Regions from separate parts of the Mus musculus genome. Here all the other regions are linked to region 1. A link is a contact called in public HiChIP or PLAC-seq and promoter capture Hi-C data. All regions are on one chromosome and are shown on one strand. Each heading gives the region's core, a stretch centred on a gene start, on an enhancer-like site or on the middle of the called end of the contact. The rest is flanking DNA. Distances are from core to core; before and after follow the strand shown.

Region 1 (2,840 bases), core at 164-2,663:
GGCTCAGTTGGTAAAAGCAAAAGGGCCGAGTTTAAATCGTCAAAACCCATATAAATTGAGGCAGGATAGTACATAAGATATAGTATGTGTATAATCTCTAATGTCTGTAATCCCAGTGGTGCTATGGTGAGGCAGGGGGTGGGGGCAGGAGACTTCCTGGAAGCTCTTAGGTCGGTACCATGGTACACACACATACACACCCCAGCACTTAGGCATGGCCATTCACAGGCAGGCAGGGTGGCACACATGCATGCTATTGATACAATTGTCTCCAAGATGCTTGGGGACAGATAGCCCATTTTTTTCAGATGCTGGCACACTTGGATCTACTTGAGGAGCCAAGTTGGAGATGGGTCCCACACAATTCACTCAACTCATAGCCACCCCTTTTACACACATCCTGAAGTCAAGTGTGATGTTTTTTGCGTGTGAAACCACAGTAGTACTTAAAAAAAAATTCTTAGAGCATCTGGGATTTGGGGATTAGAGATATCAATCTACAATAGTTAATTTAACAGAGAGTTGTGAAACTGGGCTATTGTTATTAATAACATCTGTGATTGATGGATAGGGGTATGGATTATCTCATTATGGTAGTTATAAAGGTGGTGTAGTTAAAAATAAAAACGGTTGCACAAGCAAGAGGAACATGAGTTTGAGACCAGCCTGGGAGACATATGTTGACCCTGTCTCTCTCTGTGCCCACCCCTGATTATTATATCGATATTATGGATGGTAAGTCTGAAATGACCCCTCAGGTCTTGCCGAAGCACCTTGCTCTTTATAGTATTGAGTTCATAGTTAAGTCTAATGTCTATCCTGCCCGGTTTCCTTATTCCAATAGATCTTTATCCTCAGGGACCCAGGGCCTCAATTCCGGCCCAGCCTGTTTGTCCTTATCGCTCTGCGACGCCGGCCATAGTCTGCAGGGGCAGATCTCGGCCTTTCCTTTGGGGTTCTTGGGGCATGATCGAGTGCAGCGTCAGAATCCCCAGGCCCTAACCAGGGTGGGGCCCCAGGCTTTTGCTACCGCCTCTCGCTCGCTAACCCTGCTTTCCTCAAAATTCTCAAAAGAAGGGGATACACTAGGGGAGGAGACAGACCCTGGAACTTCAGAAAACCATGGATGAGAGGGTCCTCAGAGTCCTCTGCTGCGAGATGAGGAACCTGGCCAGGTCCAAACCCAGAGACGCCAGAGAACTAGCCTGAGAGGTCAGGAACGGAGCAGAGGCTCAAACCTGGGTCACCTCCCACGCGCGACCTGGGTCCTCCGGGCACTGCGGGTGGGCGATGCCACCGGCTCTTCTGGTTGCTGTGGGAACCGGGAGTGACAGCGACGCCCTAGAAAGCCCCGCCCCACCCCGGCCCCGCCCCCCTCAGAGGGCTCCCGGGGCAGCCGAGGTGGGCTCAGTGATCTCGAGTCCCGCGAGCGGGCGGCATGGCGCGGCCCGTGCAGCTGGCACCGGGTTCGCTGGCGTTGGTGCTGAGCCCGCGGGAGGCCGGGCAGGCGGCGGGGGAGCCGGGCGGTCGCGCGCTCTTCCGCGCCTTCCGCCGCGCCAACGCGCGCTGCTTCTGGAACGCACGGCTGGCGCGCGCCGCCTCGCGGCTGGCCTTTCTCGGCTGGCTGCGGCGCGGGGTGCTGCTGGTGCGCGCGCCCCAGCCCTGTGTGCAGGTGCTGCGGGATGCGTGGCGTCGCCGAGCCCTGCGGCCGCCCCGAGGCTTCCGCATCACCGCGGTGGGTGAGTGTGGGGCGGAGGTCGCCAGCGCCCGGGGTCATAGCAACAGGTCCCGGGAGCGCGCGGGTTCCTGGTGTTAGGGGAGGGGGCACTTTAGGAAAAGTGAGGCTCGGGTCCGAAAGAGGATCCGATTGCTCCTTCCTTCCTTCCTTCCTTCCTTCCTTCCTTCCTTCCTTCCTTCTTAGCTTCCCTTTCTTTTTCCTTCCGTCTTTCCTTTCCTTTTTCCTATCTTTTCCTTCCCTTTCCTTTTTCCGTCCGTCTTTCCTTTTCTTTTCTTTCTCCATTCCTTTCCCTTCCCCTTTCCTTAACTTTGCCATCCTTTCCTTTTTCCTTTCCTTTTTTTCCCCTTTTCTTTCCCTCCCCTCCCCTCCCCTCAGCTCCCCTCCCCTCAACTCCCCTTCCCTTCCCAGTACCTGGTGTTCCTGTCCTGCTTGTCTTGGATGGAGGAGTGGTCTTAGGTCGCTCAACTTTCAGAAGTTTTTTGGGGGGGGGGCGGGATCGTCCTTAACTGGTGGGGAAAAGAAACAGATGGTGCTGTAGACACATCACACATCATTCACCAAACAGAGAAAGTTCCACCTCCCAGTCTTTTCGGACTAACCCATTTGTTTCTCGGTTGAGAAACTGAACCGCTGCACCAGTGGGGTGGTTACTGACACAGGCCACTAACCTCTGGCAACTGTGTCAGCTCCCAGTAACAGCTGGTTCTGTCCTCATTCTGTCTGTGGGGGCTGTGGGACCATTCGATGGTTTGGTGGTGACAAGAAGCCAGTTGTTTCAAGGAACCTCTCCATCATAGTCTGGTTCTCCTCCTCCTCCTCCTCCTCCTCCTCCTCCTCCTCCTCCTCCTCCTCCTCCTCCTCCTCCTCCTTCCCCCATCCCCAGAGAAGCACCAGCAAAACAAATTTGTTTTACTCCCTGGGGTAAGGGTCAGGGCAACGGGAGACACCTGATGCTGTGTGTGGTCTTGTCCAGGAATAGTGACCTCCTCTGGCCTGAACCTGGGAAGGCCTCTAAACTTCATGCCATCTGCAACCACCCACCCCCAGCCTGTCCCCATATTTCTTTGATTAAGAAGAGAGATGGAGCCCGGCATGGTGGCGC
Region 2 (2,840 bases), core at 134-2,633, 400 kb before region 1:
CAGAGAAGAGAGCTAAGCTGATTAACACTGAATGACTTCAGAGAGAAAGAGGCCAAGGACTGCTTGTTTTGTTTTTTTATTATTTTTAAATATGTGTATGGGCCAGGTCATAGGCACATTAGCACAGGAGTATTGGACCCTCTGAAGCTGAACTTAAGGGTGGTTGTGAGCCGCCTAGCATGGGTGCTGGGAACTGAACTTGGGTCCTCTGGAAGCACCCAGCCCTGAGCCTATTTACTTGATTTCAGAGTTTTAGAAATAATACTATAATGTATGGGATACTTGCCAAAAAAAAAAAAAAAAAAAAAAAAAAAAGCTTTGGGTTTGGTTTGGCTTGGCTTATATGTGTATTTGCATAAGTTTTAAACTGTGATTGGTTGATTGATTGGTTGATTGACTGATTGATGGTCTAGTAATTTTTCTGTATTCTAGGGGTATGGTTCATTTGCTAGAGTCCTTACCTAACATGCGCCAAGTCCTAGGTTTACCCGAGTACCATATAAACTGAGCATAACGCTCTAATGCACGCTTCTAATGTCAGCGCTCGGGAGGCTTTATAGATCAGGAGGGTCAGTTCAAGGTCATCCTTGATTACTAATGAGCTCAAGGCTAGCCTGGGCTATTGGAGACTCTGTCTCATTATAGCCATATAGCCTAAATGCATACAGTCGTTGTTATATGTTTGTAAATGTTTCTTGTAGAGGAAGGTCCAGAATGCAGGAAAGAGACAAAGAGCCGCTACAGGAACGCTTTTTCCGACCACATTTCCTGCAGGCCCCTGGGGATATGGTGGCTCACGAGGGCCGCCTCTGTCGGCTGGACTGTAAGGTATTTCCTTAGCGCCAGGTCTCTCCAGATTTTGCATCTGGTTATTTCTTTACACTCATTTGTGTTTGTATTTGCTTTATGGGGTTTTCTCTCAGATGAAGGGGGCTTGGGAAGGGAGGGAAATTCTCCTCTCTAGGCTCTTTCAGAGCGGGGGATCTTTTTGATACCATACACAAATGTGTCCTTAGCATCTTAACTCACCATATCTTAATAATACAAAGTATGGAAGCATAAAACTTTTAAAGCAAAACCATTTTATGTGGGCATTATGTCAAGTTGATTCTTCATTTTGAGACAATAACCAAAGGTTAACTTGTGGACTTTTCTATATCGTCCCTGGACCCTTTATTACTATGAAGCCAGAAGTTATAATCTTGTGTCTTTGGTCACAGGGAAGGGAGAAACTTCTTTTTTTTTTTTTTTTTCCTCACACTAAGCCACCTCTGTTACCTTTTGTCATTCCGCATTCTAATTTCCCAATCTGAAATGAGGTTTCACATTGGCAAGGCAAAGGTCTCTCAGGGTAATGAACTCTGACGTCATCACTTCTGTGTCAGGCGACCGTGCAGGGTGTTATGGGAAATGTAGGCGCAGTCAGTGCAGGCTGGAGAGCAGGCTTGTGCAGAGAGCCCCTTTCTGTGTGCGGCTCTCATCCCTCAGTTGCCACCTAAATAATATTCAGGTTGTATGCTCCCCTGCCTCTCTAGACTTTAAAAAACATCAGCGCCTGGCTCCTCTTCCCGGAAATTCAGTTTTAATATTATAATTAGTTCTCAAGTTTTTTGGGTTTTTGGGTTTTTTTTGATAGTCCATGAACAAAATTTGAGAATGGTGATTTAACCTTTGATTTGAGAACCTTTTCTGACTCTGGTGTCTAAGCCGAAGTCATCTCTTTTACTGATGCCGCAGCCTGTGTTTTTCTATTTGTCGCTATCATCACTCTGGGATGTAATCACATGGCTCAGTCATGACTGAAATGGGGCTGAGACCGTTCAAAGTCAGTACCATTCATTCAGACCCCCCTTCAAGGCTGCAGCAGAGTCCCCACCCTTCCGTGTTTTCCTTTGCTCTATATTTGGTGTCAATAAGGATAAAGAATTCAGTCACCGGATGAATCTGCCTGTCTGTGTCGTCCACGTTGGCTGTTCTGTCATCTGTTAGGTGAGTGGCTTACCACCCCCGGAGCTGACATGGCTACTCAATGGGCAACCTGTGCTACCCGACGCCTCCCACAAGATGCTGGTCAGAGAGACGGGAGTCCACTCTCTGCTCATCGACCCGCTCACCCAACGAGACGCAGGGACCTACACGTGCGTGGCTACCAACAAAACCGGGCAGAATTCCTTTAGTCTGGAGCTCACTGTGGTAGGTAAGGATTGCTATGGGACTCCTGGGCAGAACTCCCTTCAAAGTGATTGTCCAAATACTCAGGTGAGCCCCTTGCCCCAGCAATCTCTTCCCCTTCACGGTAGCAGACCATATTTTCTACACCGCTTTCTGAGGTACGTAGTAATCTAGAAATGTAATATGGCTGCTTCTTCATTGTAATCATATAATCAATAGGAGCAATTGCAATAATTGAGTAAGCAATCAATGTGTTATTTAATTGGCAGGTGCTACAGGTAACCTTTTGCCCTTCAGACTGATCCTTGGACCACACTAGGCTCTTCTGTCGCCTAAGTTACATACCCTTGCATCACTTCTGTGGTCCTCCTACCTGGAATGTTCTTTACCCAGCATCCCTTTGTAAAGCCTAACTTTAGGACCAAGGGTTTATCAGCTCAGCTGGTAGGGTGCCGGAGAGCATAGCTAGCCTACTTATACCAGCTACAGCGGCATATATCTGATATTCTCCGGCTGCAGAGATGGAGCAGGAAGTCATCCTACCCAGTGAGGCTGAGACCAGCCTAGTTACCTCAGGCTTCCTCTCAAGAATAAAAGTAGAGATGAATAAAATTAAAAAGCCATGGCCTGTGTGTGGCAGTCAGAGTTCAGGTTGCAGGCTCAGGCTG
Region 3 (2,840 bases), core at 106-2,605, 370 kb before region 1:
TACGGAGCATAAATGCATTTACACCACAAGGTAGCTGCTCAGAACATAAACAAGTCACATAATACAACTTCGCCCAATAGGGACAAACTTGCACAGTTTAAGAAGGTAACTAACTGTCTGATGGTTTAGTACCAGTCTTATTCAATCTTTTTTTTTTTTTTGACATGGGGTCTTAAATATTTAAATATATATGTTTCTCCACCTCCTGAATGACGCTAGGATTACAGGCCGTGCATCACCGTGCTCTGCCTAAGCGGCAGCTGGGGCTCAACCCCACTTTTATACATGCAAGACAAGTCCTCTACAAACTCGGCTAGACCCCAGCCCCGTTGTCTTAGGCTAAAAGGAACAGAGCATTATTTTCACAGCAGTCCAAAGTCATTCGCGATGTCCACTCATGAAACCTACAAAACACAAGAGAAGTGGAGATAGGGAGGCAATGAACTCATTTCATCTACCTGTTTGAAACGGGAAGGAAATTAAGCAGAAAAGGTGATTGAGTTTTCTCCCCTAAGACCCAAATGGCCCCGAGGCTTAGCTGGCCATGGGGAAGGGCTCCGGCTGGAAGCCGAAGAGCCTCTGCCCATAGGGCTCAGGGTCTACCTGGAGCCTAGCACCCGGGAAAGGGAGGTAGGGGTGATCGCGGCCCCGCTGCTCGCAGCGCAGCCCGACCCAGTCCCGCTCGGCTTCGGCTAGGATGCGGGTGAGCGCGATGATGTAGCTGAGCGCCATCTGCAGTGTCTCGTACTTGGACAGCTTCTTGTCCTGGCCCCACTGCGGCACCACCCTGCGCAGCCGGTCGAACGCCGTGTTCAGCCCCTGCATGCGGCGCCGCTCGCGCGCGTTGGCCGCCAGACGCCTGCGCGCCGCGCTCTCCAGCCGCCCGGGCCCCGCGCACGAGACCGCGCGCTCGGCTGCGCCCGCGCACGGGGGCGCGCCGCGAGCTCCCGCCGGAGGGCCGTGGGGTTTGCAGGCCGACTTCATCCACGCTGCCGCTCTGCAGGACTCCCAAGAGTGAATAAGACACAGACGGAGCGACTCACGTGCAGTCAGTCAGTGGCCAGAGGACACTGTGTGGGACCCTAGCTTGGGTCCTGCTGGGAAGTCCCTTCCCTTGCCCAGATGCAGTGGAAGTGATGCTCAGGAAAAAGTCATTCCTCCCCACTCCACCCCAAACACGTAAAGTTGAACGAGGAGGAAACTTTCTTGCAGTTTGCTGCGGATCGTTCTTGGGGGTCGGGGATAGAAAGCCTTTCCAGTTCTCTGGGAAAGCCTGAGACTGCTTTTCGGGGTGACGAAATCTTCCCAGAAGCTCTGCTAGGTCAGGAGCGTTTGGACAGCTTGCAGTAGATGTCGGACAGAGCGATGAGGGAGGAGAATTTATAGCCCAGGGCTCAAGGAGGGAACAGGTGGTGGCAGGTGGGCGGGCGTCCCTCCGCTCCCATCTCAGCACCTTCCTACCCTGGGAACGGCAGGGGGGAGGGGGCGACGCACAGCAAAATCCTGACATCATTGCCTTCGTCTGTTGAAGTGTCTCCAAAGCTATGTCCAACGCTAACTAACACACCATCTGGAGTGGCCTGGTCTGACTGTCCCCAATAGAATAAGAAGGTGGGGGTGAAGGGAGAGCCTGGTCCATCTTTTCCCAAACCAGCAGGAAGCTTACATATCAAAAAACAAAGGCCGGGTTTTTAAATGATTAAGTAGAAAAATCATTTTGCGGGAAGATGTTGCTTCTAACATTGCTAGGGCGTATCCGAAGGTTATCAAGATTTTGCTTTGTTAAGAAGCGGCGATAAAGTATTAACATTTTCATTTAATTTACTAAATAAATTCATACAAATTAGGAAATCCAAATACTGTTGCAGGCCTGGAATGTGACTCTGTGAATAATTTCTGTGAAACAACTTAAGATGAATCCAAAGATACAAATGTGTCAGTGTTCACCTCGATACTATGTTCTGTGGGTTCCAAGGCCTTGACAGGTTTATTCAGCAGCTCTATTTCATTTTCTTGTTCATTAATATTGAGCCACAAACTGAAATGATAACTAATCGCTTCATTGTTTACCATTTAAACTTAACAAGACATCTTCATGCACGTGTGTATGCAAAAACGGAAACATCTAAATAATTTGGGGAGTTTAAAAAAATCTTAATGCATTTTCTTTTTGCCTGTCTCTTATACCACTAAAAATATTTCATGCAATTCAGTGTTGTTCTATGTCCTCTGTCCTCAAGAACAGTAACAAAACATGATTTCCACCACTGATAATTATTAGATTTACACAGAGAAATCTTTAATTATCCCCTCTCGTCTCAGCTTGTTTCTTGTTTTTCAGGGGAGTGTAAAGGCAAAGAAACAGGCTCTAATATTTTCAGTTCTATATTTCAGGAAGGGCCAAGGAAGCTCTCTCTCCTTTCGAACCATGGATGTAACCTCAGATTTTTTTGTTTAGTTAAATCGTCTACATACAAATCAAGAGGCCTTTTAACTTGGACTTGTTTACCCCGCTGGTACCTCAGACTACAGCCCCAACACCACCACCCTGACTTCAAGCCCCGTCTTCCCATAAATAGTTTATTAGTCCCCAGCTAAAGCACTGACGGGGAAATGAAGTTGAATAACTTGAAGACAATGGGAAGCAATTGAACATTAATAATCTTCAGAGCGACAGATGTTGGACACAGACTTTTTGCACAGAGCCACTCAGCTCCATCACTCCTCGGTCCTAACAGTCACGTTGGGAGCAGCAGTTCTGCGCTGGGAACAACTGTGTTCTTTAGTCATCAGGATGTCAAACGTTCGCTTTTTAAGGTTTTCGCAGAAGTCTGCTTTCT
Region 4 (2,840 bases), core at 235-2,734, 340 kb before region 1:
CATTAGCAATCATTGTAATCTAAGAACTATGTGGGCTTTTTTTTTTTTTTTAATTCAGCTAACTCATTTATTTGGGGGCCGTGGCACACTTGTGCGGCCGGGGGATGACTTGGCAGGAGGAGGTTGTCTGTGTCCACTCTGTGGCTCCCAGGAATTGAACTCTGGTCTTCAGGCTTGGCGCCAAGGACCTTTACCTGCTGAGCCAGCATGGGAGCCACAAAAGAGCTATTTACAAAGGGAGAGTTTTGGCAAACTAACTTTTCCACAGAGTGGAGATCAATTCCTTGCCTCTCCTTAATTCTTTGCCGGTGCCTTATTTTCTTGATCCTAAAGAGATTTTTAATATATTTTGACAATTATTTTAAGAGAGAGAATGAATGTCTGTGTGTCAGTCAATACACTTGAGCATAGAGCCTTTGGAGATCGGAAGAGAGAAAGTGAGTGCAGACATGTCTGTGTGTTTGTGTGTGTGCAAGTGCATGTGTGTGTATCTGGGTTTGTGTGGGTTTGTGTGTGTATGTATGTGTATGTGTGTGTTTGGGTTTGTACACATGATTGCAGTGACCTCAGAGGTCAGAAGAGAGTGTCAGTCAGATCTCTCAGATCTCCGTCGGGAGCTGGAGCCACAAGCAGTTGTAAGTGTCCCACATGGGTGTGAAGAATGGAACATAAGTCCTTTGCGAGAGCAGTAGCCACTCTGAAACAATGAGCCTTCAGCCTTCGAGAGAACTTCTAAATGTCTGAGGAACAGGAAAGGTTAAAGCCAGGAAAGATGGCCGGCAGCTGTAACCCAGGCAGGCACTAAGGAGGTTGAGGCAGATGGGGTCTGAAGAGAGCTTGAGCTACGCAGGGAGCTTAAGGCCAGCCCGCCTTAGACCTTCTCCCAACCCCTATGAGAGAGTCCCTAAAGTAAGACTCAAAGGTAGCTGCGACCATATCTAGTCATAAAACTAAACTCTGGCAGCTAGAAGGAACCCATCCCCCTACGTTTTTATGTTTATTTGCTTATTTATTTTTGATTCTGTAAGATGAGTTTCTTCACATAGTCCAGGCTGACCTAGGATCTGCTATGTAGCCCAGGCTGGCCGCAGACTCATGATCTCCTGCCTTCTCCTTTGGAACACCAGAGCTGCAGGCATGAGCCCCGACTCCCAGCTGCTGCCAGGTTCCCTGCCTGGGAGCCTCTGTGGCTCTGACCCAGTCTAGGCACAGCCATTCCCTCATAACCTGAAGACATGGCCATCAGCGACGTGACACAGAACACAAGCCAAAGTGGCAAACACGCAGGACGGCCTCATGTCTTTTACAGACGTCAAGGGCTCTACACACATCTGGAAGTTCAGGCTTGGCCCTTGAGAACCGCGTACTCACGCGCTCCAGGAGGCAGACTGCGGCAGGATTGCCCCGGAAAGCTGTCGCAGTGAACGCATCTGCTATGAAGATTGGGAGCTTCATTTTCCTCGCTGGCTTTGTCTGAGGGCTCCCTGCCCTGCTCGGAGCCCGCTTCACTTCCAGCTGTTGAAAAATAAGTTAAAGTTTTACTGGTGCAGACGTGCAGTTAATGGTTCCCAGACCAAAAGCCAAACAACCGTGCCAATATGGTTACCTTTAGAGATACCAATCCTCTAACAAGTTTTAGCATTTGTATTGGATGTCCTTTGACCTTTGCAGAGTAGCTCAGTGAGGGGCAGGTAAGCACTTGCTTGGCACGCACAAAGCCCGGGCTCTATTCCCCATCGACCCTTACACAGGGCATGGTGGCACACATCTGTGATCCTAGCGCAACGAAGCAGAGGCAAGAACAGAAAGGCTCAAGGCCATCCTCGGCTACACAGGGAGTTCCAAGCCAGCCTGGGATACAGGAGACCCCGTCTCAAAGCAATAAAAGTTTACCAACTTACACAGTATATGAACATTTACTGTGCTTATTAATCTGACTGATAAAAAGCAATCATTGGGTTTTCATTGGCAGAAAACATCACGTCACCCTCTTCTTACCACATCTTAATTTAAAAAAACAAAACAAAACAAAAACTGGGTCTTACTATGCAGCCTTTATTGAACTGGATCTTAAGGCTGGCCTTGAGCTCAGAGATCTGCCTACTTCTGCCTTCCCAGTCCTGGGATTAAAGTCCCATGCCACCACAACCAACTTACCTTTTCCCCTTTTGAAATCACATAGCTGCTAGAGGAGCCCCTGGCACACCATATCTATTAAAGTGATTTAAGAAGTAATTACTGGGCTCACATCCAACTGGAGCGTGGAGGACAAACAGGAGGATTTGTTGTCAAGTGTCATCTGCGAGGACGTGTCTCCATCGACAGCAGAATCGTTCTTCTCACTGCGTTTCAGGTTGTTTATGCGGTTGTTTGGAGATTTCATTGTAAATCACCATTGTTCTATCAGATAGCAGGAGTCAGCACAGAAAGGAAACAAAGCTCCTATTTTGACACAGGTTCCCTTTTGCAAGGCTGGAATGGAGCCCAGGCCTCACACGTGACTGGTAAATGTTCTAGGTTATCTTGTTTACCTGATCTGTGGGCCCCGGGATCTTGACCTCGTTGGCCGTGACCTCTCTGTGGAACCTACACAGGTCTTCAGCCTCCTGCCCCGGCTGCTGAATAGCTAGGATTAGGCTCTGTCTCCCCCTGGCAGTGGGCTTCACAAGCTTGTGAGCCAGGCTCAGTGGAATCTGGAGACTGCAACAGGCCTGCCTTGAGTTCAAGGCCAGCCTTGGGATATGTAAAAGTAGCTTTTATTCACCTGTTGTAATTGTCATCTCAGAGGCTTACTGCCTCAGTCTGCTTACCCAGGTCTAGGCCTGGAAGCTTCTAGCTTC
Region 5 (2,840 bases), core at 115-2,614, 300 kb before region 1:
CACAAAGTGTGTGCAAAGAATGCCAAATTCATTCATGCTGTAAGCAGACTGAATTCCAGGGGAAGAGGAAAAGGGATTACAGAATTCCACCTACCCAATCATGTTGAAAGAGTGAAAGGTAAAGGAGCCATGTAATTAAAACCCAATAGAAGAAAGGCCCTGGGAAGGTTTCATCCTAAGAGTTCAGCTTGGAGTACTGCTAATAAGCCAGTTCCCTTTAGGTTTGTTACCCCCTCCACCCCACCGCCCAGAGGCAGTGTTTCTCAGTGTAGCCCTGGCTGTCCAGGAACTCACTCTGAAGACCAGGCTGGCCTCCAACAAAGAGATCCAACTGCCTCTGCCTCCCGAGTGCTGGGATTAAAGGTGTGCACCACTACCCAGCTAAACCAGTTACTTTTTTAAAAAAGAGAACATACTTTGGGCTCTAAATCAACCCCCAGCTATTAAAAGGAGGGGGTGGGGTAACTTTAGGGGATTAAAGTAACAATAAAATAACCAAGCTTCAGCAAGTGTCTGGCCAGTAAGCCACTAACTTGTCACCACATAAAAGAGTTTAGTGTTATCAAGTGTAATTATTTTCACTCTTGTGGGACTAGGGACTGCATCTGTGAAATACCACTTTGTAAGGCTATGGAGACACAGAGGGTCAGGAGTTCAAGGACATCCTTGGCTACCCAAGAACAAAGACAAGGAACTGCTTACCATGCCATTTCAGGAAGTACTTAATAAACCTGAGCTATGACGGCTTCTAGAACATACTTTGATTTTCCTGTCTGTAAGTATAAGCACACTGCGCCCCCCCCCCCTTCTCTGAAGGATATTTTGGGCTATAAAATCAGTAGAGTACTAAAGACTTTCAAGTAGGTTTGAAGATGAATTAAAGCCGTGAAATACAAGTTTCCATACAAGAAAGTCATTGGCCTCTTGGCTCTAGTATAAACATAAATAAAAATTCATAGTAAATCAAATCCAACCTTCCACACTGCCACTACTCCACTCCACATGGACTTCCCAGTGTTTGTAGCACAAAGAAATCTTTGGATGCACACTGAAGGGTGATTCCAACCCAGCCCCATCCACGTTCACAGCCTTAGTCTGTCCAGCCCGGCCTCTTTTCGCCCTCTGCTGTCCGTACCCACCTTAATTAGCTTTGCTCTCCCAAGTCTCTCAACACCAGGGTGGCCCTCCACCTTCCCACAGCCTTTCCATGTGCAATTTGTGTTACAACTTTAAAAAAGCCATAAACGGGTCGGGAGCAATCTTGGTAGCACGACAGAACCTCCACATGCGGTTTTTTTAGGTGTCTCCTGCGAGCACAATTTTTAGGAATACCAAACTCTTACTTAGATAAAGTCTATTGCCGTGAACCACAGACCCGTCACCCGGGTTTAATGGAGAGAAAAACCGAACCTGGCAGGTAGGAAACCAATCAAGGCGCCAAGGCTGCCTACGCAGGGGAACAAAGGGGATGCCCCAGGCTAGGACGGGAATCCTGCTGGGTTTAGACGCTTTGTATCTTCGCAGGCGCAACATTCATCTTTTTTTCTGATTGCATAATGCAAATATGGTGGACCAGCAAAGCCGTCCCCGGGTTGGGGGGCGGGGTGACAGAAACCACGTGGCTCCTTCCGCGCGGGGGCCTTTGTGGGATCTATTCCCAGTGGAGCAGATAAGAAACTTAGCAAACCGCGTGACCACGGCTCCTCAGAGGCCCGTGGGGAGGGACAAACGTGAGCTCCGGGGTTCAGAGGGTTGGTCGGTCGGCGGGAGCCAACGGAGTCCGCCACAGCCCACTCGCTGCGACTCCACGCCCACCACGGTGGCAACCGGGCAGGTCCCGAGTGCGCAGGTGCGCTGCGCCCCGCCCCCTGGGAGACCACGCTGTCACTCAAGTATCGCGAGAGCAGCGCGGCAGAGAGGGGGTGGGCCTGGGCAGTCGGCCCTGCCCCCTCCCTCTCTCTCGCCCCCCTCCCATCCCCCCTCGGCAGTCGCTCGGCTGCGCAGCTCCTAGAGCGGTTGGCGCGGCGGGAGACGGTTGAGGGGAGCGAGGGAGCCGAACCGTTGTGGCGAGCGCTCAGCAGCGGGCGAGCCAGGCGTCCCTGCCCGCGACCAGACCCGCGCGAGCGTCGGTGTAGGCGTTGCTTACGCCCCACAGGGTATCTGAAGTAGAAGGGGGGGTAGGTTGGGCCGGCGGTGCCGACAGCGGAGTCGGGAGAAGGACGAAGAGCCCGGGAGCGGGTGAGGGAACGCGGAGTGGCCGCTCGCTCGCTCTCCCCCGCCGCTCGGCTGCCGCCATCTTGGGGGCCGGTAGCGGTCGGGTCGCCTTCCCGCCTTTCCCCCGCTCGGGCTACTTTGTCGCCTCCGGCTTACGGGAAAGTGTCCGGCAGGAGAGAGTGCGGGCGGGAGATCCGAGCTCTCCGGTAGGGATGAGGGTGGGGAGCTCAGCGAGCCGGGAAAGCGGGACGCGCTCCGGGTGGAAATGGCGCTCGGCGGGCCCGGCCACCCACCGGGGCCTCCGGTGCTCTCGAAGGGACTACCTGGGGCCGGCGGGGCTGCGAGGGGCTGCTGACGCAGACTCCAGGGTTGAGACAGGGGGAGCTGGGGGCGGGGGAAGGAGAAGCCAGTGACGACGAGGGCGCTCCGATGCCAGATGCAGGACAAAGGCGGCCGCGGTCCTCCTTTGTAATTCCGCCGCTCGGTTGCGATGGCCTTGGCCGGGGGCCGGAGGCGGACTGTCCCCTATCTCCCGGGTCTCTAGGGCGAGCTGGGCAAACGGAAAATCTCCGGGAGGAGGCAAAGGACGCTTAGCCGACCTTTTAGTCCCTATTTGGAACTGCGGA

The links. Promoter capture Hi-C pulls out the DNA fragments that hold promoters and counts their contacts. HiChIP or PLAC-seq counts read pairs in DNA pulled down with a chosen protein or histone mark.
Region 2: a promoter capture Hi-C map of pre-B cells shows a contact between it and region 1, with 4 times the contacts expected there. The contact joins the enhancer-like site here to the promoter of Stox1 in region 1. A contact is called at or near these places in 3 of 39 promoter capture datasets (cranial neural crest, hippocampal neurons and pre-B cells), 1 of 15 datasets of contacts at CTCF or cohesin (CD8 T cells) and 2 of 9 other capture datasets (embryonic stem cells and liver).
Region 3: a promoter capture Hi-C map of liver shows a contact between it and region 1, with 4 times the contacts expected there. The contact joins the promoter of Atoh7 here to the promoter of Stox1 in region 1. A contact is called at or near these places in 7 of 39 promoter capture datasets (cranial neural crest, embryonic stem cells, hematopoietic stem and progenitor cells and 3 more), 1 of 484 Hi-C or Micro-C datasets (embryonic stem cells), 1 of 115 datasets of contacts at active chromatin or transcription factors (bone marrow-derived macrophages) and 2 of 9 other capture datasets (liver and macrophages).
Region 4: a promoter capture Hi-C map of pre-B cells shows a contact between it and region 1, with 4 times the contacts expected there. The contact joins the promoter of Pbld1 here to the promoter of Stox1 in region 1. A contact is called at or near these places in 13 of 39 promoter capture datasets (the 3T3-L1 cell line, cranial neural crest, embryonic stem cells and 8 more), 3 of 484 Hi-C or Micro-C datasets (the N1E-115 cell line and embryonic stem cells), 1 of 115 datasets of contacts at active chromatin or transcription factors (embryonic stem cells) and 4 of 9 other capture datasets (adipose tissue, embryonic stem cells, liver and 1 more).
Region 5: a contact with region 1 is called in an H3K4me3 HiChIP or PLAC-seq map of embryonic stem cells, with 11 read pairs. The contact joins the promoter of Pbld2 here to the promoter of Stox1 in region 1. A contact is called at or near these places in 3 of 39 promoter capture datasets (cranial neural crest, embryonic stem cells and frontonasal cranial neural crest), 2 of 484 Hi-C or Micro-C datasets (the N1E-115 cell line and embryonic stem cells), 4 of 115 datasets of contacts at active chromatin or transcription factors (bone marrow-derived macrophages, embryonic stem cells and trophoblast stem cells) and 1 of 9 other capture datasets (embryonic stem cells).

Annotation. Positions count from the first base shown.
Region 1 is chr10:62,724,667-62,727,506 of GRCm38.p6, reverse strand. It overlaps Stox1 (storkhead box 1), which reads left to right and starts at 1,413. Exons shown (of 4, transcript NM_001033260.2): 1 at 1,413-1,739. The coding sequence starts at 1,439.
Region 2 is chr10:63,121,259-63,124,098 of GRCm38.p6, reverse strand. Mypn (myopalladin) reads left to right here. Exons shown (of 20, transcript NM_182992.2): 16 at 702-828; 17 at 1,990-2,197. Among named protein-coding and RNA genes, the nearest start is that of Atoh7, 23 kb to the right of the region's middle. Within about 2 kb of position 1,383, at least 47 of the 459 cell types and tissues checked have an H3K27ac peak or open chromatin away from gene starts, as enhancers often do. A contact at or near this core is called in liver and pre-B cells, where this site is marked.
Region 3 is chr10:63,098,300-63,101,139 of GRCm38.p6, reverse strand. Atoh7 (atonal bHLH transcription factor 7) reads right to left here and starts at 1,355. Exons shown (of 2, transcript NM_001364648.2): 1 at 604-1,355; 2 at 1-404. The coding sequence starts at 984. The coding sequence ends at 396.
Region 4 is chr10:63,060,233-63,063,072 of GRCm38.p6, reverse strand. Pbld1 (phenazine biosynthesis-like protein domain containing 1) reads right to left here and starts at 1,484. Exons shown (of 9, transcript NM_026701.3): 1 at 1,372-1,484. The coding sequence starts at 1,455.
Region 5 is chr10:63,023,036-63,025,875 of GRCm38.p6, reverse strand. It overlaps Pbld2 (phenazine biosynthesis-like protein domain containing 2), which reads right to left and starts at 1,364. Exons shown (of 10, transcript NM_026085.2): 1 at 1,140-1,364. It overlaps Hnrnph3 (heterogeneous nuclear ribonucleoprotein H3), which reads left to right and starts at 2,027. Exons shown (of 10, transcript NM_001079824.1): 1 at 2,027-2,156.